Linked DNA regions of Mus musculus: all the other regions are linked to region 1. The links are chromatin contacts, called in public promoter capture Hi-C maps. All regions are on one chromosome and are shown on one strand. The core of a region is the stretch at or near the end of the contact, and the rest is flanking DNA. Distances in the headings are between cores, read along the strand shown. Region 1 holds the start of Srpk2 (serine/arginine-rich protein specific kinase 2). Region 2 overlaps Kmt2e (lysine (K)-specific methyltransferase 2E). Region 3 overlaps Kmt2e (lysine (K)-specific methyltransferase 2E). Region 4 holds the start of Tomm7 (translocase of outer mitochondrial membrane 7).

Region 1 (5,815 bases), core at 1,120-3,619:
CCCCACACGCAGACAACACCTTGTGCTGAAAGCTACAATTAAACCCAAGCATCCACTCAGACAGCTGCTAAATTTCCATGGTTCACCAAAAGAAAAACTTAGGGTTTTCATTAGTTAGAACCAGCACTACTTTTTAAGGTTTTCTTTTATGAATTTTGCCTACATGTATATATGTTTAATACATGTATGCAGCTGCCCATCAGACACCCTGGAACTGAGGATAGTGATGGTTGTGAACCATGATTTTGGTGCTAAGAACTAACCAGGTACCTCTGCAGGAGCAAGAAGCTCTTAACTACTGAGCCACGATAGCACTTTGAGGGGTGGGAGGGTGAAACAGGGTTTCTCTGTATAGCCCTGGCTGTCCTGGAACTAGCTCTATAGATCAGGCTGGCCTCAAAACTTACAGAAACTCTCCTGCCTCTGCCTCTCCAGTGTTGGAATTAAAGGTATGTACCATCACTGCCCCGGGGAAATAGAACTAGTTTTTAAAAAGCATAAACTATCAGAAGCCTACATTGAGTTTCAGCATTTTAAATATCCCATATCTGATATCTGAGCCAGGGAGATGGCTCAGGGTAACAGTGCTTATCACCATGCCTGACAATTGGAGTTCAATCCCACAGACCTACACATAACAGAGAATCAATCCTTTTCTCTTTCTTTCTTTCTTTCTTTTTCTTTTTTTTTTTTTTTCCTACAGACCCAGTATTCCCAGGTAGTCTCCCATCTGAATACTAACCAGGCTTGATCTTGTTCAGTTTCCGAAGCTATGGTCAGAGAATCAAACGCTGAAAGTTGTTCCTTGACTTCCACAGGTGTCAAGGCTCTTACACATCCAAACCCAAACACACACACAAAATAATAAAAATAAAAACCTTTTTTAATTTTCAATGTTTACCTTCCAATTTTCAAGTCTTTTTGCCTCCTAAAAATAGATTTCTTTCATATTTATATATCCACATCTTAGGAAATCCTATACATACAGTCAAGTTATATTCAATTTTGAATGAAGACAATCCTGCCAGTTTTCCTAGATGTCACCAAATGTGTGGGAAATCCCTGCTGGGCCAATACAAATTATAACCACCACCTAAGAGAGCAGAGGGTTATCCCACCCCTTGCAAAATAAAGATAGACAAATATTTCGTAATTTTATTAAAGGCGAATTCTGTCTTTCTCTATAGTACCAAAGACACCACACAAATTTCTTGCGCAAAAGGAACAGCGAAGCAAACAATGTGAGCAAAGATGTTGATAGCTGGTCCAGCAAACCCAGAGAGAGAGGAAAGAGAAACACGCGGCGGCGCTCTGACGCCTAGGAAAACCCAGCTCTCGGGGAAAGGCTTCTCCGACAGCAGCTGCCCAACTGGGCTGCAGGTCCAGGCTGGAGGTGGCTGGCGCTGGCACATTTGAAATATCATAGTCGGTGGATCCAGTCCGGAGCACCACGCGGGACCCGCCCGCGCACACACCCACAGCCCACTGCAGCAAGCGACCTGGGCGCAGCCGCAGCACGCAAGTAACGCTCGACCCGAGCAGAAAGTTTCGAATGAAAAACCCGAGCGCCGAAACGCACCGGTCCCGGAGCTGAACTCACGCCAGGAACAACGCCCGGAGCCAAACCACTTGACAAGCAGCTCGGGTTTTCAGCTGGCTGGCCCAGGCGGGACCGGGAGGTGGCAGAGGCGGCAGCGCACTGGCTCCCGCAGCCCAGGTGTCAGCCGCGCCGCCGCCTCCCTCCCGTGCCCACTATCCGACCCGTGCGGTACAGGCACTGGGGTGCGGATCAGGGATGTGGATAAGGGGCTCAGGATACGGATCAGGGACGCCGATCCGGGGCGCGGGATGAGGATCGGGGACGCGGGGCACGGGGCACGGGGCGCGGGGTCGAGTGCAGAGCCCGGGCGGCTCGCAGGCTGACGGGCCAGGTCGCGGCTCCGGAACCCGCGGCCGCGCGCCCCTCCCCCCACCCCTCCCCCGCCGGGGCACGTAGAGCCGGCGCCGCGTCCCGGGAGACCCACCGCCCGCGGCCCGGGGACCGGGAAGCTCTGCCTGCGCGGCCGCAAGCAACATTCAGCGAGGCGGGGCGGGGTCGGGACCAAGCGCCGCGCGGACTCACTTTTTCGGATGTTTCTCTCTTTTCGGCCTCCGCTTTCGGGCCTGAATGGCCAGCACTGGGGAGAGAGAAGACACATTAACGGTCGGGTTGGCCGCCTGCGTGCCGCGAGGCGGGGCGGGGGCCGCTCGCGCCGCTCACCTTTCCTGGAGCTCATTCCGACTCGGGGCAGCCAGGCGGGGGGCTCCGCGGCGGAGGCGGCGGCGACGCGACAGTCAGCCGCACCGGGATGCAGCCTCCACTCGCTCGCCGGCCGAGGAGGCGGGAACCGCGCCTGCGCCGCCGCGGCCTCTCCCGCGGGGGCCAATGAGACCCGCCCCCGCGGCCCCGCCCCGCAGCCCCGCCCCCTCCGCGCCCCCCTCCGCAGCTCTGGAGCACGGGGGTCCGGACCCCGGCCGCGCCCTTATCACTCGCTCGGCGGCCCACCTGTGCTGAAGGGCGGTTGCGCGCTCACGGTTCCCCGCGCCCACGGCCCCCTCGCCCACGGCCTCCCGCGCCCACGGCCTCCACCTCCTTGCTTTTACGGCCGCCGCAGGCCACCCGTTCCCGGGCACTAGGCCCAGCCGCCGACCCTTCCTCCCAGCCACCGCTCCGCACCCCGGCTGGTCGTGCCGCACGCCTCTCCATGCGCTCTTCCTTGGCCAGCGCCTTGGCGGGTCTCTCGCCACCTCTCTCAGGCGGCCTCCTCTATCCCTTTGCATCTCTACATCCTTGCATCCCTATGAGCGCCGCTTCCTCCTCTCCGGCGGGCGTGGAAAGGGCACAAGACCAAGAGCTGAGGAACCTGGGTCCTTGAGTGTCTGTGTGACCTTGGAGAAGTGATTTTCCTCTCTTTTCCTACTCCATTAGGCTGCGTGAGTTTAACGAAGGAAAGATGCACACAGCTTAAATGGAAAGTTTGTCACAGAAAGCCTAATTTTCTAAATACCATGAGATAAGAGCCTAAAACAGCAATCATGCCAAAAAGTGATTTTTTTTTTCTTCCTCCTATAATGGGGAAACTAAACCCTAAATAGGTCAAACAGTTCTACCAGCCTGTATTTCTATTCAGGCCTGGCTGGTTTCTCTTTCTGCCTTCCCAGGCTACCTGGTTTCTCTTTCTACCTTCCAAGGCTATCTAAGATGCAAATCACGCTGACTGACACGTAGTTACCACTTCAGTGTTCTCTTGTCTCTTTGAACAATTACAGTATCTTAAAGATACTGGTCCTGAACACTCAGTCCTTCATTGGTTACAATTGTATCGTTGAGTTACAACTGTATCACTGAGTCTTACTCTAAAGATGTCCCAACAAACAGGAAAGGCCGCTCCAAGTTTGAAAAGATTTTACTTTCTCCATTTTTTTTTTCAAAAAATCTGAAACATACAAGAAAAATGCAGTAATCGGCACTATTAACCCACATTCACTAGGTTTTTTTTAAACGTTTCTCCACAGTTGCTCTGTGTGTGTGTGTGTGTGTGTGTGTGTGTGTGTGTATGCATATGGTGTATTTTGCTGAGTCATTCAGTAGTTTGCAGACTGTTACCCTCCACCCCAAAAGATTTCAATACATATCTACTAAAAGCAAAGATTTTTTTTTTCTACATAATCAGAACGTTATCACTCTAAGAAAATCCAATAAAATATGTTTGGCGACATTTTTTTTCCAACCCAAGGTCATCCGTTACTGTTAGTGCCCATGTGTTTTTAAGTGTGTTTAGAATAATCCCTGGGTTGGGACTTTTTTTTTTTTTTTCTGATACTTTCCCTGAGTTCCAAGGCAGGCCTTGAATTTACAATGTAGCCAGTCTAAGTACACCTGCGTTGCAGGCCTCTTGCCTTACTTAGCTTCTCAAGTGCATGGAAGACAGGCATGCACCACTAACAGTGACTATTTTGAAGAATCTAGTTCTATTTTGCAGAATGTGCATCAGTTTTAATTTTGTTTGCCTAGTACTACAGTAAGGTTAGTAACTTAAGTGCGATGTATAGATGCATAGATGGTGTGTGACATCAAGATGTCAGTGTAGCCAGGCGTGGTGATGCAAGCCTTTAATCCCAGCACTTGGGAGGAAGAGGCAGGCAGATTTCTGAGTTTGAGGCCAGCCTGGTCTACAGAGTGAGTTCCAGGACTGCCAGGGCTACACAGAGAAACCCTGTCTCGAAAAATCTAAATAAATAAATAAATAAATAAATAAATAAATAAATAAATAAATAAATAAAACTTAAGAGGTAGAATGTTTACCAGAATGAAGTCATGGACCCTACCCAGGTTCACTTCCCAGATACCAGAAAAAGAAAACAGAAAAAAAAAAAAAAAACACAGATTATTGAGCATTCCGGAACTCTTGCATATTGGAAACATTAAAAGCTGTGTCAGCATCTAATGGAACTGCAAAATGGCATGTGGACATTCACTGAGGAAAAGCTGGTCAGTTCCTCAAAAACTAATCATAAAATTGCCAACGATTCCACCGATAGGTATATTTCCACAAACGTTAAAAACAGATGAATCTTTCCACAAGCCTGTGAAGCCAGCACAGGAGGCAAACAGAGACATGAGTTCAAGACTCGCCTGGGTTCTAAGCCAGCCAGTGTTGGGGATTTAATTTATGCTTACATGGAAATTCACACATCTGCTACAGGTCCTTGCCAACAGTTGATTATTTGACTGATCAATAAGGAGCCAACAGCCAATGGCCGGCAGGCAGATGAAGGCGGTACTTTGAGGATGCCCAAGAGGAAGCTGAGAGAAGCAGCAGAATCCCCAAGACTGGGAAGCAGAGAGGTCAGATTTAAGAGCCCCAGGGGCCACTCCCCTGATTGTGTCTGGGTTAACAGAGATAAAGTATAGATTTACCAAGTATTAAATTCAGGAATATTGGTCAGGAGTGGCCCAACCATTGAGCTAGTTAAGACATATCAAAATATAAAGGTTGTGTGTGTGTGTGTGTGTGTGTGTGTGTGTGTGTGTGTGTGTGTTTTCATTCTCAAATCCAGATAACTCTGGTGCTCTGCTGTCAAGAAGTGTGATCACCCAATCACCTGACAAGCTCAGAGCAGTGTAGCAGATTATTGCGACAAGCCAGGGCTGCTTGACAATTTCCTGAATTAAAAAACAAATCAATCTCTGGACAGGAAGATTAATATCTACAGTATAACAGTGACCAAAATGTACAAAGTGTGGAGTGTGGTGTTGAATGCCTGTAATATAAACACTCAAATAGAAAGAGACAGGAGGATGGTCACAAGTCCCAAGCCAGGCAGAACTAGAGTCCCAGTCACTGTTGTATTTCTGTGAAGAAACACCATGACCAATTCAACTCTTACAAAAGAAAGCATTTAATTGGGGACTTGTTACCGTTTTGGAGATTTAATCTCTTATGATCATTGCAGGGAGCATGTCAGCACACATGCACTGGATCAGTAGCTGAGAGCTAGTTCTTGCTCCTCAGGCAGAGGGGAAGAGGGGAAGCCTGGCATGTGGCGTGGGCTTTTCTCCAACACAACATCCAAACCCTTCTCATCCTTTCAAAAAGTTCCCCTTCCCAGTGACTAAGCACTCAAATACACGAGTCTCTGGGGGCCATTCTTATTCAAACCATCACATTGTACTCTCTAACCCCCATGGGCTTATAGATATACCAAAGGCAAAAAAATGTATTCAGTCCAACTTCACAAGTCCCCATAGTTTATCACAGTCTCAACACTGTAA
Region 2 (4,962 bases), core at 1,550-4,049, 180 kb before region 1:
TCTATTATTATTTTGCCTAAATTGCTGCTAGATAGTAATTTGTCCCTAACTGGCATTGTTTGTGTGATTCTCCTCCCTACTACCACCACAGGGATATGACCGACCTTCAAACATGCTAACGTTGGGGCCTTTTAGAAATTCCAATTTAACTGAGCTGGGCCTGCAAGAAATAAAGACTATTGGTTATACCAGCCCTAGGAGCAGGACTGAGGTTAACAGGCCTTGCCCAGGGGAGAAGGAGTCTGTGTCAGACCTTCAACTGGGACTCGATGCAGTCGAGCCAGCTGCCTTACAGAAATCCATGGAAACACCAGCCCATGACAGGACTGAGCCCAGCAACCAACTGGATTCGACCCACTCTGGACGGGGCACAATGTATTCATCCTGGGTAAAGAGTCCTGACAGAACAGGAGTTAACTTCTCAGTAAACTCCAACTTGAGGGACTTAACACCCTCTCATCAGTTGGAGACTGGAGGCGGCTTCCGAGTAAGTGAGTCCAAGTGCCTGATTCAGCAGGATGACACTAGAGGCATGTTTCTGGGAGCGGCTGTCTTTTGTACTTCTGAAGACGGGCTTGCCTCTGGTTTTGGACGGACTGTTAATGACAATTTGATCGACGGGAGTTGCACGCCCCAGAATCCACCACAAAAGAAAAAGGTTATAATTTAACAATTTATAGTCTTTATAATAGTGGGTTTTTTACTTTACTCTTAAGGGTTATTGGTAGTTACAGCATGTGTTACGTGAGGCATTTTGTAACTTAGTTATGTAAATTAAGGTTTTCATATGTATATTTTTTAATTTTTTTGTAAATAATTTGATGTTCCTAAGAAAGTAAAAATTATGGTGATATGAAAACTTCTAAGAAATGTAGTCTGAGATAAAAGCCTCAAGATGATTTTTTTTTATGAAGCAAGTAACTTTTAAAAATAAACACCTCCACCAAAGCAATAGGTAGATAATACTTACTCTTATTTCTCTTATTTTACATTGAGCAGGCAGCCTTGGAGAGAAGAAATGCCTCTTCACCATCATAATACTTACAGTATTTAGGCCATGGATGTAAGAGTATTTTCAAAGTATGATACTGCTTGCTCAGATTCTATCTTAATACAAAAGTATCTAATCTTGACACAGTTAGAATGCCTTATTTTTCAAGATTGGGAAAAACAGCACTTATTTGTTTAATAGGCTTAACTGCATATAAGTCAAAGCATTTTAGTGATATGTGCTTTTAATTTTTATAACAGAGTCCAGTTGGCAACTTTGTGGGAAGCAATGTAGTATAGTGGAAAGAGCACGGGCTTTCAAATAAGACCTAGGTTCGAATCCCGGCTCCAACACTCACCAGCTGTGTGACCTGGAGTGAGTGAGTTACTCAATTTCCTCATCTGTAAAATGGGGATGATAATATAACCTATTTCTTAGGGTTGTTGTGAGGATTAAATGAGATAATGTATATAAATCATCTAAATAAAATGCCTGACATATAGTAGGCATTTAATAATTGTTAATTATTTATGGAAATTCAATTATTTTCATAATTTTTCTAATATAAATGCTGCAGTATCCTTTTTTAAAAAAGAAAATTGATTCTGATACACAAACAAGAATAAGAGATTTACTTTTTCTTTCTTGTCTAAGGTTTCTCTATTAGAATACCGTAAGAGACAACGTGAAGCTAGGAAGAGTGGGTCTAAGCCAGAGAACTTTGCTTTGATTAGTGTGTCACCTCACCCGAGTGGGAGCCTGAGCAGCAGTGGCGACGGGTGTGTCCACAGCAGTGAAAACGGGGAGCAGGCAGAAAACCAGGCTAGCTTGCCTTTACCACCGCCTGCTGCCGCCGCCGCCGCCACCGCCGCCGCCGCTTACAGTGCCTCTTCTGAAGAAGGCAGCAGTAACTGTCCTGTTAAAGACGCCAATTCCAGTGAGAAGAAAGACCCAGAAGTTCAGTGGTAAGTCCCTTCTACAATGTGCCACTATGCAAGGAGAAAAACCTGTTAGAGAATTCTTCTACCTGTTTGCTGTTTTGGAATGATAAAATAGACAGTGGTTGAAGGTGATCACCTCAGAAGCTGTGGCTGTGAACTATGTAAATATTCCTTCCTGCAGAACTTGTCACTCCAGGCAGTGTCCTAGACAGTTTCTTTACCTCCCCTACCAGTTAATTTTGGCTGAAGCAGCAGTTTTACTGTTTGAATAAGAGCACAGCAGCTGCATTTAAGATGGGTCTTGGCAGCCATGTGAAAGACGGCTCAGTCCCCAGTCTGACTGACCACTCTGACACAGACACTTGGATTCTGTTGGAAGGATTTTGCTCCCTTTGGCAACCTAACATGACCTTAAAAATGTTAACACAATATTTCCAGCTTACCCCTCTTTCACCAAGAAATTGCCAAAGACAAATGTTAGTCTGATTTCTTTGAGTAAACCGTAATAAAATCTCAGTTTGGAGCATGGTTAGCAATGTAAGAGGCTATTTTTAAAGCTTAACCCCAAAGTTTTGTCTCATTATAGCAAACTCCTTCATCTGAAGGACATTTTGCTCATCGGGAGACAGAAGAGTCAACCTAGCTGGTGACAGCTTCTCTGACCTTAGGATGTGTTTTCTTTTAAAGGACTGCCTCCACTTCAGTGGAGCAAGTGAGAGAGAGAAGTTACCAGAGAGCCTTACTGCTCAGTGACCACCGCAAAGACAAAGACAGTGGTGAGTGCGCTTGCTTCTGCTCTCCCAATGCTTCTGCCTGCTTGTGCTCTGCTCCCTGTGAGCGCACGCTAATGGTCTCTCTGGGTCTGCTCTGCTTCATCCATAGGGGGAGAGTCACCATGTGTCTCATGCTCACCGAGTCATGTTCAGTCTCCACCTTCATCTCATTCAAATCACATTCCCCAGGTGCACGCTCAGAGCCTAGCTCCTTCTTTGAGTGAACTCATGGCAGGTCAGTAAGCAGATGACCGACCTATCATGGTGATTATGTTAAAGTGCTTTATAGTAAGAGAAAGAACTGTGTACAGTGAGCACTCTGTGTGTCTACAAGAGGCAGTATGTCTTGTAATCTTATTTACTGTAGGTTTCTTCTCCCTTACAGACCCTGATGCGGAAGGTACAGAAGCCACAAGTACAAGTGAATGTCCATCCCCTGACACTTCTCAGAGCCCTTCTAAAACAAGCAAGGTAACGACACTGACCTTTCAAGTCTGGTCCCTCATGGAAGTGGTGGAACATCAGACTGACTTTTCCCTGCCACATCAAGTGTCCGTTTGTGGTCTCTGTACTCTTCCTGTTTTCTCACTCTTGTGTTGAGCTGTGTGTACAGACAGTCCTGACTTAACCTTGCAGTTTTCTAAGTACCCTTCCGTAGTCAACATTTCTCACTCAAATTTATTCCTGACTTCATGGGATACTCTTAAGGACCTGCCAAGCAGCACTCCGTATGTCAAAACTCAGGTGACATTCATCCGGAATAGACTGTTCTCTCTATCCTGGTCTGTGATGAGCTGGTGGGCCTGCAGACCACTGTAAAATTGAGGGCCACACTGGGGTTACCCTTGGAAGTAAAAAAAGCATTTTAAGGCTAAATGGTTTAATGAACAATTTTTGTTTATTCAAAGCAGTTTATCTTTAGTTGGGTAAAGAAATTATATGAAATCAAAATTTGATAAGTTTTAAGGTTGTCAGAGGCTGAAAGTTGTTTGAAGAAAATGGAAAATAGGGACCATCAGGTCTAGAGAATGTATTTAAGCTTACACAAATGGAAAACCTTACACAATGTACTGAGAAAAAAAAAACTCACCGTTGTCGTCCTCACACTGCTTCCTGCCCTCTTACTAAATAACATTAAATTCCAGTGACATTCTCTCATACTTCTTTTTTTTTCCTTCGTAGCCTGGTTCACCAGGGCCAATCAATCCTGCTCAGTCACATGGGAAAATACTCACAAAACCAGATAGCCACTGGGAGGCAACTGCCACTGTATCAGAAGCTGACAACAGTGTTCACCAAAACCCAGAGCCTCAGCACAGACAGCTGTCAAGTAACACCCCAGCACTTTCTCAGAACCATGCTCCTCAGGCCCACGCTCTGAGTGCGAATGATCAACTTCCGCAAAAGCTGCCTTCTGCACCGACGAAGTTGCACTGTCCTCCGTCACCTCACACAGAAAACCCTCCCAAGTCCTCCACACCTCACACCCCCGTGCAGCATGGTTACCTCTCGCCAAAGCCTCCTTCACAGCACTTAGGATCTCCCTTCAGGCCTCACCATTCACAATCACCTCAAGTTGGAACTCCTCAACGAGAGACTCAGAGAAACTTTTATGCAGCGGCACAGAACCTTCAAGCTAATCCTCAGCAGGCAACTTCTGGAGCGTTATTTACCCAGACACCCTCAGGACAATCTTCAGCAACCTACAGTCAGTTCAACCAACAGAGTCTCAACAGCACGGCCCCACCCCCTCCCCCTCCTCCCCCTCCTTCATCCTACTATCAAAACCAGCAGCCCTCTGCAAACTTTCAGAATTATAATCAGCTAAAAGGTAGTCTTTCCCAACAAACTGTGTTTACATCTGGACCAAATCAAGCACTTCCTGGCAGCACCAGCCAGCAATCAGTTCCTGGACATCACGTTACTCCAGGGCATTTTCTGCCATCTCAAAACCCCACCATTCACCATCAACCTGCTGCTGCTGCTGTGGTCCCGCCCCCGCCCCCACCCCCGCCCGCTCCAGGACCACACCTCATACAGCAGCCAAGCTCACATCAGCAGCACTCTGTAGCACATGGAGTTGGGCCAGTTCATGCTGTTACCCCTGGGTCACACATTCATTCTCAAACTGCAGGACACCATTTACCACCACCCCCTCCACCACCTGGTCCTGCCCCACATCACCATCCCCCACCCCATCCTACCACGGGACTGCAAAGTCTACAAGCACAACACCAGCATGTAGTAAACTCGGCAC
Region 3 (5,403 bases), core at 741-3,240, 210 kb before region 1:
CACTTTCTGTTTAAGCCCAATGGCCTGAGTCCTATCCTCTGATCCCCAGAGGAAGAAGAGAATAAAAGTCTGCTCCCCATATGTGTGGTGACACTTGTACAACCTGTATAGCACACATACATATCACACACGCAACAGTAGTAAACATTTTAAAGTAATAAATGTCATTCAATATTTTTTTTTTTAAAGATTTATTTATTCATTATACGTAAGTACACTGTAGCTGTCTTCAGACACTCCAGAAGAGGGCGTCAGATCCTGTTACGGATGGTTGTGAGCCACCATGTGGTTGCTGGGATTTGAACTCCTGACCTTTGGAAGAGCAGTCGGGTGCTCTTACCCACTGAGCCATCTCACCAGCCCGTCATTCAATATTTTTATAACATGTTTCCTTGTTTTAAAAATTGCTTTCGGCCAGGCGGTGGTGGCGCACGCCTTTAGTCCCAGCACTCAGGAGGCACAGGCAGGCGGATTTCTGAGTTCAAGGCCAGCCTGGTCTACAGAGTGAGTTCCAGGACAGCCAGGGCTACACAGAGAAACCCTGTCTCAGAAACCAAAAAAAAAAAAAAATTGCTTTCAGTGCACCCTCAAGATGACATGTATGTAACAGTGCTCGCACCAAGCATGATGGCCTTAGTTGGCTTCTTAGAATCCACATGATGGAAGGAGAGAGCTGACTCTCAAAAGGTGCTCTGTGATCTGTGTGGGTACCATGTTACCAAATGTACACACAAGCACACATTAAATAAATACATTTAAAGTTATTTTAAAAACTACTTGTAAGTACAAAAATTCAACACAGAGATGTTCTTAAAACCTTCTGCTTTCTTACATGGCCTTTCTTTCTCGTCACTATTGCAGCCATGTTTGCATCGTGATACTCTGAAAAGTATTTTGCTCTTTCACATACTTGAACTCATCTACGTTTACCTGAAAACTTGATTTCATTTCATTAGCTACTCCACATTACCAGTTTTACCCACATTCTTCAGGAACAGTGTAATTAGATTATACACTTAAGAGTGAGTCTTCTACTTTTGCCACACTTCCTTCGCATAGCTTTAATGATGGTATTATAGATCATTGCTGTAATTCAACTTTTTTTTCCAAGTTAGGCAGGCATGGTGGTGTATGCCTGTAATCTCAGTATTTAGGAAGTGGAGGCAGGAGGATTAGGAGTTCAAGGCTAGGGTTAGCTACATAGTGATTTCTAGCTTGCACTACATGGGATTATTACCCACCCTCACAAAAGGAGGCCAGCATGGTAGGTCACTCTGTCATCTTTTTTTTTTTTTCCTGTTTTTTTTTTTTTTTTTTTTTTTTTCCTGAGACAGGGTTTCTCTGTGTAGCTCTGGCTGTCCTGGAACTCACTTTGTAGACCAGGCTGGCCTCAAACTCAAAACTCCGCCTTCCTCTGCCTCCTGAGTGCTGGGATTAAAGGCGTGCGCCTCCACACCCGGCCACTCCTGTCATTTTAACAGTCAGAAACCTGAGGCAAGAGGCTCAGTGGTTAAGAGCACTGGGTTCTTCCAGAGGACCTGGGTTCAAGTCCCAATATCCACATGGTAGCTCAAAACTCTCAGTAACTCCAGTTCCAGGCAATCTGTCCAACACCCTCACACCGACCTACATAAAATAAAAATAAATCATTGAAAAGAAACCTGAGGCAAATAAGTAATCATTATAAGAGTAAGGTATATATGTAAGTAAATATAAGATATTCTTAGTTTTTAAAATGTATAGATGTATTTATAACATAAAACTAGAAAGGGATACATGGAGTAAATGTTGACATGGTAATGGAGGAAGATTTAATGTTTTGCATTTATAAGTACTTTTGTATTTAAATTTCATACATGAACATATTCTAATTTTAAAACTATGAGACAAATTTAACAGATACTAGTTTTCAGACTACCCTGAACCTATTGGAGATTGTAATTTGCAGGATGACTCAGCAATCTCATTTTGTGCTTCTTTCTACTCATTGTGGCACACTGGGTCTTATGACATCATCCATTTGGCACTAACTTGAGCTTATGTGAAGGTCGGCTAAGAAAGTAGCAACTGTGAAAGTTGTTTTTATCCTGCTGGTCTCGGGACCAATTTAGGGAATTAGGAAGTAGGATAAAGATTGAAATAAAGGCAAAGAAACAGATTGTCTTCTAGATTTGAAAAGGAGAGACTTGACCTTGGCTGTTAATTTACCACTACACTGATCAATAGCCATTAGATAAAATTGGGCTGGGATGAGGGGGTGTCGGTATGAATAAAGAAGTTGGGAAAATGGTATAGTTAAATGCAAGGGCAAGGAGCTTTCAAAGCTGCAACAGTTTGGGGGTTGCTACTCTCAGCACTATTAGCAATTGATTCATTACCTACACTTAACTCATGGTAGGCCAGACCTAAACGCTACTCATTACACACAGCTGCTTGTATTTTTCAGGTGTAAATCTGGTTCAATGTAGGTTCCCTTTTCTTTAACTTACTGACATTTTCCAGAGTCTGTTCTACCTCAGCACATTCAACACATATTATTTTGATCATTGAAATGCACACTTAACATTCAAGCCAGAGTCTGTATAGACTCTCTCTTTAGTTAGTCTTACTTAAAACCATTCTGTCATTCTGGCCACCCCTTTGCATGTTTCTTACTGGGTAGATGACATAAAGCTTGGTCTCTAGTAATTTTGAGGTTTTGGGTTTTTGGGGTTTTTGTTTTGTTTTATTTTAGCCATATTTTACTTGTAGCCCATGCTGGTACTGAACTCTTGATTCCCCTACCTCAGCTTCCCACAGTGCTATGATTACAGCCTAGGCACCATCATCCCCAGCACTGGGCACTTTCTAAACGACAGGAAACTGGAATTGAACTTGGCATTAGGATATTTATTTTATTAAGTAAAACTTTGGTTAAGATACAGTCTCCATAGGATGAATGGACTCACAAGCTGTGCACATACTATAAATAGACATTGTATTTGTTTTGACAATATTTTAATATAAGCACCTGATCAATTTTAATAGATTAAGTAATTACATAAATTATTTTAATAGATGAAAACAGAAAAGTGAATGGAATTCTAATTGCTGGAACTTCTTTCCTCTAGACCGGAATCCGTAGAAGCTAGCCCTGTGGTAGTTGAGAAATCCAACAGTTTTCCCCACCAGTTATACACCAGCAGCTCCCACCACTCACACAGCTACATCGGTCTGCCCTATGCGGTAAGTAAGTGTCAAAGGTTTGCTCACACGGGCTTCTGGAGAGCTGCAAGTTAAAAGGAGATGTATGTGGTATTGTGCTTAATACTTAAAAAGCATAGCTGGTTTATATTTTCTGTGTAATTAACTATATAGTTTATACTTTGACCTAACAATGCTATATTACAATACAATTGTTGTATTTATGTTGGTATTTTTTAACCTCAATGAAAAGACTGGATAAGGTTACATTGTATTATGTACTATTAATTCTAAATTATATAGTAATTAGTAAATTATGTAGTTATTTTTTCTAAAGGTTTATTTTTATCTTTTTTTATTTGTTTGTTTGTTTTTGTTTTTTGAGATAAGGTCTTTGTATAGCCCTGGAACTAGCTGTGTAGACCAGGATAACCTCAAACCCAAGAGATCTGTAGATCTTTGCTTCCCCAGTGCTGGGAGAGGCACACACCTGGCTGTTTTTATCATTTTTAATTATGGTGTGTGTCTGCATGTGGTTATGTAGAGTATAAATGCTTAAGGAGGCAATTGGGTTCTTAGTGGCTGGAGTCACAGTGGTTATGTGATTCTGAGAACATAAGTTGAGTCCTCTGGAAGAGCAGCGCGTGCTCCTTCCTAACTGTTGAGATGTCTCTTTGGGTCCAGCTTGTTGTTATATATCTCTTTATGTTGAATATATGCATTTAACATATGTACATATGGATGATATATACATGTATGTGTGTAGGTGTATGTATATATACATATATAGGTATATATGTGTGTGTGTAGCTCATTTAATCCTTAAAACGAACTCTTGTAAGGAACTTTTCATCCCTGTTTTATAGCTGAGAGGATAAAAACTTAATCCCTTAGTTTATTTCAAATTGAGGGTTATCTATATTTTGATTCAAAGAGTTACAGAACTGGTGGATATGTCTGTGATTACTAAGAAAGTACAGTTATGAGAGACTATTTAGATGAGAATAAAAATTACCAGAAATGTAAATCCCCATATATTTTTATTTTACAGTAATTTGTATATATTTTATAGTAATTTTTTGCTACTTAACTACATTTGTCTGGGAGAATTGAGAATGTACTGTGGTTCCTGTGTAGAAGTCAAATGGGTTCTTTCCTTCCATCACATGAGTCCAAGTATTGAACTCAGGTTGCTACGTAGGCTCAATGGCACACACCTTTGCCTGCTGAACCACTCTAGCCCAGTTTTTGCCATTCTTTAGCTTTTCTATTCCTGGGGAATTTGTGGTTTTTTGTTTTTTTTTCCCCTTATTCTCATTACATAGACTTGTGAAACTGTGAACACAGGACTGGTAATGTAGTTTCCGCTGTCTGTGTGTGTGTGTGTGGGGGGGGGGGGTGTCATGTGATGTGAAGGTGACTTTCATCTACTAGACAGTGACATTAACTTATTACCACTGTGATTTAATTATTAGTCTTATGTCATTATTTTTAACAGTATTAAGAAAAAAAATGGACCGATTTTATTTTATTAAGTGTTCAATTTTTATTTAGCTTGCCTAATTTATGTCATTGAAATGTGTATTTTGTGTTGTTTTTTGTTATATTATTTAGGACCATAATTATGGTGCTCGTCCTCCTCCAACACCTCCAGCATCCCCTCCTCCATCAGGTCTCATTAGCAAAAACGAAGTAGGCATATTTACCACTCCTAATTTTGATGAAACTTCCAGTGCTACTACAATCAGCACATCTGAAGATGGAAGTTACGGTACTGATGTAACCAGGTGCATATGTGGTTTTACACATGATGACGGATACATGATCTGTTGTGACAAATGCAGGTAACTATTTCACACCATTAATTCATGCTTCTTAAAAGCTTTTTTTTTTTTTTTTTTTTTTTTTTTTTCCGAGACAGGGTTTCTCTGTATAGCCCTGGCTGTCCTGGAACTCACTTTGTTGACCAGGCTGGCCTGGAACTCAGAAATCCCACCTGCCTCTGCCTCCCGAGTGCTTAGGATTAAAGCTGTGCGCCACCACGCCCGGCTCTTAAATGCTTTTAATCTTTGGTTGTTAATTTGGAAATGGTAGTAAGGTCACTTTTGAAGGAATTAATTCCTTTTTTAAGTAGGATGTCTGCCTCTATCAGATGCAACTTATTTTCCTTAGGGAAAAAAAAAATCCCTTATTTAAAAGAAGCTATTTTAGAGCTAGAAA
Region 4 (5,375 bases), core at 394-2,893, 170 kb after region 1:
TAGGCTGCATGAAAGGGGCTCATCTGGCGGTGGTGGGGGCAGAGGTGTATCTCAAGAGGAGAGCCTAGTGCACCTGTAGTTCCAACTACACCATAGATGAGGCTGAATTGCGAGTTCACCCAGCCTTACCTACAGGCAAACTATGAAAATGGAGCGGGGCTCAAAGAACTGTATGGACAACCCGGCCTACAAAAGTAGAGCCAGCAGTGGGTGGTGGCGCACGCCTTTAATCCCAGCACTCGGGAGGCAGAGGCAGGCGGATTTCTGAGTTCAAGGCCAGCCTGGTCTACAGAGTGAGTTCCAGGACAGCAAGGGCTATACAGAGAAACCCTGTCTCGAAAACAAACAAACAAAAAACCCCAAGCAAACAAAAAAAGTAAGCTGTCACAATTATCTATCTGATACCTATATAATATCACTGTCTGAGATTTTCTTTTCTTTCAAAATAGAGGAGAAAAGAGCTGTATGTGACGGTGCAGGCCTGTAATTCAAACACTGGAAAGGTAGGGAAAAAAAAAAAAAGAGAACCAGGAGTTCAAGGCCAGCTTGAGCAACATGAGGCACTGTCTCATCAGTAATACTTAGGAACACCAAGAAAAATACTTGTCCTATCAAAATATCCAGGTTATCACAGCTCACATACTTCTCACAGGTACAACAGCTGCCTGGAGAAATGTCCAGCCTAGTTAAAGGCTCTGCCAAGACTACAAATGAATGTATTTTATCTTATATAATGCAAGTCATGTAAAACAAACGAGAAGCAGCACCTTGTGAGGGTCCTGCTTTAATGAGAAACGCCAGATTCCATATTAGAGCTCTGAGACCTGGAGCTAAAATCCTCTGCTGTTTACCTTACGGGATGAATAAGGCAATTAAGATAAAAAATTGTAAAACTACTCAACCAGGAACAGAACCAGTTCCAGAGTGTAGCCCTAGGTGAAAATATTTGCCTGGACACTTGGGCAAGGAAAGTACAACTTTATGGCTGTCTTTCCCTGCAAAATGGGGTCTGTAACTTTCGGGAGAAAAAAAAAAATCACCGAAATCCTTCATTATACAAGAAAAGCGTAGGCATCCAATGGTCACAATCATGCTTTTAGGCAGTGACGTTTTAACCTGGTTACCGTCTTCCCACTTAGGCTAACCTACAGGAGGGAAACGTTCTAAAAGTCAAATAGAGGATTAATCTTTCTTTAGGGGTCATATAAACCTAAAACCAATCTTGAAAGGTCTTGCTTTTATTTTACAGATTTAAGTAGGGAATATAAGGGATTGTGTGACTGGTTAAACACTACTCAAATAGCTAAAAGGAACTGGAAGATGGTTTTTCGAGCCCGGGCAGACAGCCTCGGAAATCGTGGACAACGCGGAGGCCGGGTTTAATTTCCTAGCCCCGGATGGCAAAAAAGGAGACTCAGACCCCACCAACCCCTGCCCTGCGGCTCCTCCCAAGTTCTTCAATCACTGACCCAGGTAAATCACGAGAGGAATAAAGCCCCAGCGGATGGCAAACTGGCCGCCCTTGAAGAGCTGCTGCAGCCTCTGTTTGGCTTCTTTGCTCAGCTTCACCATGGCGACGACGGACCAGCGGAACGAGGAGCCCAACAACCACCACCGTGTCCGGATCCCGGAAGGGAGAGGAGCTGCGCATGCGCCACGTGGGGCCTTTACGGCAGGAGTCGTGAGGCATCGCCGACAGAGGCCGTAATCCGTCGCCTTCCAGCAACCTAGCTCCGCCTTGCGGGTTCACTGCTCCCGCCTCGTTTTTGTTGTTTTATTGTTGGGACGAATCCGGCTTTTCCTGGAGGGGCGGGGCGGGAATTGTCTTTCCAGATAGGGGCTCCCTGTTTAAGACTTTGCTGCCCTTGAACCCATGGAGCTGCTACTGCATCAGCGTCTCGAGTGCTGGGATTCAATGCGCGCTGTTTGCTGAAGATTGCCAGACGCGCTCACTTGAGGCCTACTTTTTTATCTACAACTACCTTTATTTTTTTCCAGCATCTTTCCAGAGTTTTAAAGCACACATCCCAGCGATGATCTTTGAGAAAGAAGGAATGTTATTTTATATACTGTTCTGTTATCTTGGCTAAGTTCCTTACTATCCCAGAATCAGTTTCTTCTATGGCTGCTAAAACCGGACGTCACCGGGCACTCTTCCAGGTTTCCTTCTACTTTGCACCCGTTCTCTGTTTTTCATTTAACAACATTTTCAAATCTGGGAAGTTCGCGTGAAATCTGGGTTTATTTGTCTGTTTTTCTTTGACACTTCTGGCTTCTAGACTTACATCTCAAGGACTGCCAAGGAACTTAATGAGATCACTGGGCACAAGGGGTTCATGGGAGTTAAGCTACATTTTTACTATAAAGGAAGTTATAGACTTTTGTGTGTGAGAGTCCCAGAAAACTGCAGTTTACATCTGGGAAGGAGTAAAGTCAGATATGCTTAAGCCTTGAGTGTGGTCACTGTTTCAATATTCTTAGTTGAAAATAGTTCTGTATAAAAGGAGTACTGCCCCGTAACAGCAAATGCTGTTAAATGTCAGGGGAGTCTTTGCTCGGCTGGTGGGATTCTTCAGCCAGACGGGACACCTTTCACTTCCCATGTCTCCTTAATTCTGTCTTTCTCTCCTGCCCCACTGCATTCATCCTCAAAGAATACATTTTTATTAATACAATGCAATGAAAAAAAAAAACCAACAATAAAGAACATAGGTGTAGAAAATGCGACTCTAGGATCAGAAGTGCCAAGATTTTAGTCGAATTCTGCAATTGACTTGAAATAAGAAACTTGTGAATTGGCTGATCCCATAGCAAAGCATCTAATTAGTTCACCATGGTTACTAGGAAAGCAGTGCTCTGATCCTAAAATGCAGTGATGTAAATGAGCCAAATGAGAACAGAAATTTTTATGCATCTTGTTTCTCAAAATACTCTGTTTAGAAATACACAATAGAGGGGTTGGGGATTTAGCTCAGTGGTAGAGTGCTTGCCTAGCAAGTGCAAGTCCCTGGGTTCGGTCCTCTGCTCTGGAAGAAAAAGAAGAAAGAAGAAAGAAAGAAAGAAAGAAAGAAAGAAAGAAAGAAAGAAAGAAAGAAAGAAAGAAAGAAAAGAAAGAAAGAGAAAGAAAGAAAGAAAGAAAGAAAAGAGAAAGAAAGAAAGAAAGAAAGAAAGAGAGAAGAAGAAAGAAGAAAAGAAGAAGAGGAAGAAGAAGGAAGAAGAGGAAGAAGAAGGAAGAGGAGGAGAAGGAGGAGGAGGAGAAGGAGGAGGAGGAGGAGGAGGAGGAGGAGGAGGAGGAGGAGAAGAAGAAGAAGAAGAAGAAGAAGAAGAAGAAGAAGAAGAAGAAGAAGAAGAAGAAGAGAAGGAGAAGAAAGAAAAGAAAGAAATACACAATAGAGCTGGGCGTGGTGGCACACACCTTTAATCCCAGCACTTGGGAGACAGAGGCAGGCAGATTTCTGAATTCAAGGCCAGCCTGGTCTACAGAGTGAGTTCCAGGACAGCCAGGGCTACACAGAGAAACCCTGTCTCAAAAAACCAAAACAACACCACCACCAACAATAACAAAACAAACTAACATATTCAGCAAAGATCCTAATAGGAACACAAAGGCCAGAGAATCAGGGGCACTCAGCTCTTACTCACCTTAGCCATCTTTCAGTCACTTCTTTGTAAAACTGTTTATTATTATTATTATTATTATTGTGTGGTGTGTATGTGTGTGTTTGTGTGCATCTGTGTGGTGTATATGTGTGGTGTGTGTGTGTGTCTCTGTGTGTGTTGTGTGTGTGCATGCTGTGTGCTGTATATGTATATGTGTCTGTGTCTGCATGACTGTGTGGTGTGTCTCTGTCTGTGTGTGTGTGTCGGTGGTGTGTGTGTGTATGTATGTGTATGATGTGTGTGTGGTGTGTGTGTGTGTCTGTCTGTCTGTGAGGAATGATGTGTGTGTATGTACTTGTGTGTGTCTGTGGTGTGTGTGTGTGTGTGTATGTATTTCTGTCTGTCTATCTCTGAGGTATGTGGTATACGTATTTGTGTGTCTGTGGTGTGTGTGTGTCTGTGTGTCTGTCTGTGAGGTGTGTGGTGTGTGTGTGTCTGCCTGTTTGGGAGGTATGATGTGTGTGTATGTGTCTGTGTGGTGTATGTGTGTGTCTGTCATCCTGTGAGGTGTGTGGTGTGTCTGTCTATGAGGTGTTATTTGTGTCCTTGTAGTGAGTGGTGTCTATGTGTGGTGTATTTGTTTCTCTGTATGTGTCTCTTTGTGTGGTGTGTGTGTGTGTGTGTGTGTGTGTGTGTGTGTCTGATTGTCTGTCTGAGAGGTATGTGACATGTATGTGTCTGTGATGTGTGTGTCCGTGGTGTGTGGATATGTGTGGGTCTGTGGTTTGTGTGTGTGTGTGGTGTGTCTATGTGCATCTGTGGTGTGTCTGTCTGTCTGTGAGGTGTGTGGTATATGTATGTCTGTGTGGTGTGTGTCTGTGTAGGTCTGTGGTGTGTGTATATCTGTCTATGAGGTGTGAGGTGTGTGTGCATGTGTGTGCATGTGCATGTGTTTGTGTGTGTGTATACAAGCACATGCCATAGTGTACGAATGCAGCTCAGAGGAAAACTTTGAGATGTCTTTCTCCTCCTTCCACCCTTCCATGGGGTCTGGGATTGAACTTTTCAAATACTGACCCACTGATCCACCTCACTGCGCACTTCTCTGCCCTTCTTTCCTCTCTGTCCTCAGCCCTGCTACTTCCCGATTATTCTCAGGGATCAGAAAGTTGATAGTTGCAACAATATATCTTCACATTGAATCAATGGCAGATGTGATTCCCTTCTCCATCCCACCTCTCCATCTTCTATGTACATTAGAAGTAGGAAGAGAAACCTTGTGACAAGTCAGTCTCTGTGGAAGGAGTGTCAAGAAAGCTGCCTCTTAGTTCATGTTGGTTTTCATTTAAAACTAAAATGAGGGGCTGCAGTCTCGGTCTAATCAGTAAAGCATTTTCCCGGCAAGCTTGAGGACTGGATTGGAAACCTAGCACCCACATTGAAAGGGGGAGGGACAGTTTTTTACAGAGGCACTTGTCTCTCACACCAGTGCTGGGAGGTATAGGGGGCGTGGTGGTCTTGGTACTCATAGGCATGCACTAGGAGAGCCTGGGATGGTAACCACACAGGCTTGGTTCTTCAAGAGAAGGAATGTAAAATCAAACCTGTTTTCCTCCCAGAAGCCTTGAGCAGACATACTTTCTAGCTTGGTGACCTCTGTACAATCTGGGTGGCTGAAGACTTTCTGGTGCTGGACGCTCCTCCAGACCCATTCTTGTTTTCCCTCAGGCAAGCAACAAAACCTCCTGTTATGGAAGGTGTCACATGTACTTTAC

Evidence for each region. Promoter capture Hi-C pulls out the DNA fragments that hold promoters and counts their contacts.
Region 2: a contact with region 1 is called in a promoter capture Hi-C map of hematopoietic stem and progenitor cells, with 5 times the contacts expected there. The contact joins the enhancer-like site here to the promoter of Srpk2 in region 1. A contact is called at or near these places in 19 of 39 promoter capture datasets (the 3T3-L1 cell line, 3T3-L1-derived adipocytes, the C10 cell line and 11 more), 1 of 15 datasets of contacts at CTCF or cohesin (large pre-B cells), 11 of 484 Hi-C or Micro-C datasets (DN3 thymocytes, the G1E-ER4 cell line, the N1E-115 cell line and 7 more), 11 of 115 datasets of contacts at active chromatin or transcription factors (embryonic forebrain, embryonic limb bud, embryonic midbrain and 4 more) and 4 of 9 other capture datasets (adipose tissue, embryonic stem cells, liver and 1 more).
Region 3: a promoter capture Hi-C map of the HPC-7 cell line shows a contact between it and region 1, with 5 times the contacts expected there. The contact joins the enhancer-like site here to the promoter of Srpk2 in region 1. A contact is called at or near these places in 16 of 39 promoter capture datasets (the 3T3-L1 cell line, the C10 cell line, the HPC-7 cell line and 11 more), 1 of 15 datasets of contacts at CTCF or cohesin (large pre-B cells), 4 of 484 Hi-C or Micro-C datasets (LSK cells, bone marrow-derived macrophages, hematopoietic stem and progenitor cells and 1 more), 6 of 115 datasets of contacts at active chromatin or transcription factors (the SCID.adh cell line, embryonic forebrain, embryonic stem cells and 1 more) and 2 of 9 other capture datasets (adipose tissue and liver).
Region 4: a promoter capture Hi-C map of stem cell-derived epiblast-like cells shows a contact between it and region 1, with 4 times the contacts expected there. The contact joins the promoter of Tomm7 here to the promoter of Srpk2 in region 1. A contact is called at or near these places in 8 of 39 promoter capture datasets (embryonic stem cells, frontonasal cranial neural crest, hippocampal neurons and 4 more), 2 of 484 Hi-C or Micro-C datasets (both in embryonic stem cells), 4 of 115 datasets of contacts at active chromatin or transcription factors (effector CD8 T cells, embryonic stem cells, memory CD8 T cells and 1 more) and 1 of 9 other capture datasets (adipose tissue).

What each region holds. Positions count from the first base shown.
Region 1 is chr5:23,673,598-23,679,412 of GRCm38.p6, forward strand. It overlaps Srpk2 (serine/arginine-rich protein specific kinase 2), which reads right to left and starts at 2,370. Exons shown (of 16, transcript NM_001359173.1): 1 at 2,261-2,370; 2 at 2,123-2,177. The coding sequence starts at 2,276.
Region 2 is chr5:23,497,637-23,502,598 of GRCm38.p6, forward strand. Kmt2e (lysine (K)-specific methyltransferase 2E) reads left to right here. Exons shown (of 26, transcript NM_026984.2): 21 at 92-658; 22 at 1,646-1,956; 23 at 2,620-2,708; 24 at 2,815-2,940; 25 at 3,091-3,176; 26 at 3,888-4,962. Among named protein-coding and RNA genes, the nearest start is that of Kmt2e, 66 kb to the left of the region's middle. Within about 2 kb of position 2,800, at least 30 of the 459 cell types and tissues checked have an H3K27ac peak or open chromatin away from gene starts, as enhancers often do. A contact at or near this core is called in cerebral cortex and hematopoietic stem and progenitor cells, where this site is marked.
Region 3 is chr5:23,459,906-23,465,308 of GRCm38.p6, forward strand. Kmt2e (lysine (K)-specific methyltransferase 2E) reads left to right here. Exons shown (of 26, transcript NM_026984.2): 3 at 3,111-3,225; 4 at 4,798-5,027. Among named protein-coding and RNA genes, the nearest start is that of Kmt2e, 28 kb to the left of the region's middle. Within about 2 kb of position 1,991, at least 50 of the 459 cell types and tissues checked have an H3K27ac peak or open chromatin away from gene starts, as enhancers often do. A contact at or near this core is called in the HPC-7 cell line, the SCID.adh cell line, adipose tissue and 2 more, where this site is marked.
Region 4 is chr5:23,842,502-23,847,876 of GRCm38.p6, forward strand. It overlaps Tomm7 (translocase of outer mitochondrial membrane 7), which reads right to left and starts at 1,644. Exons shown (of 3, transcript NM_025394.3): 1 at 1,470-1,644. The coding sequence starts at 1,572.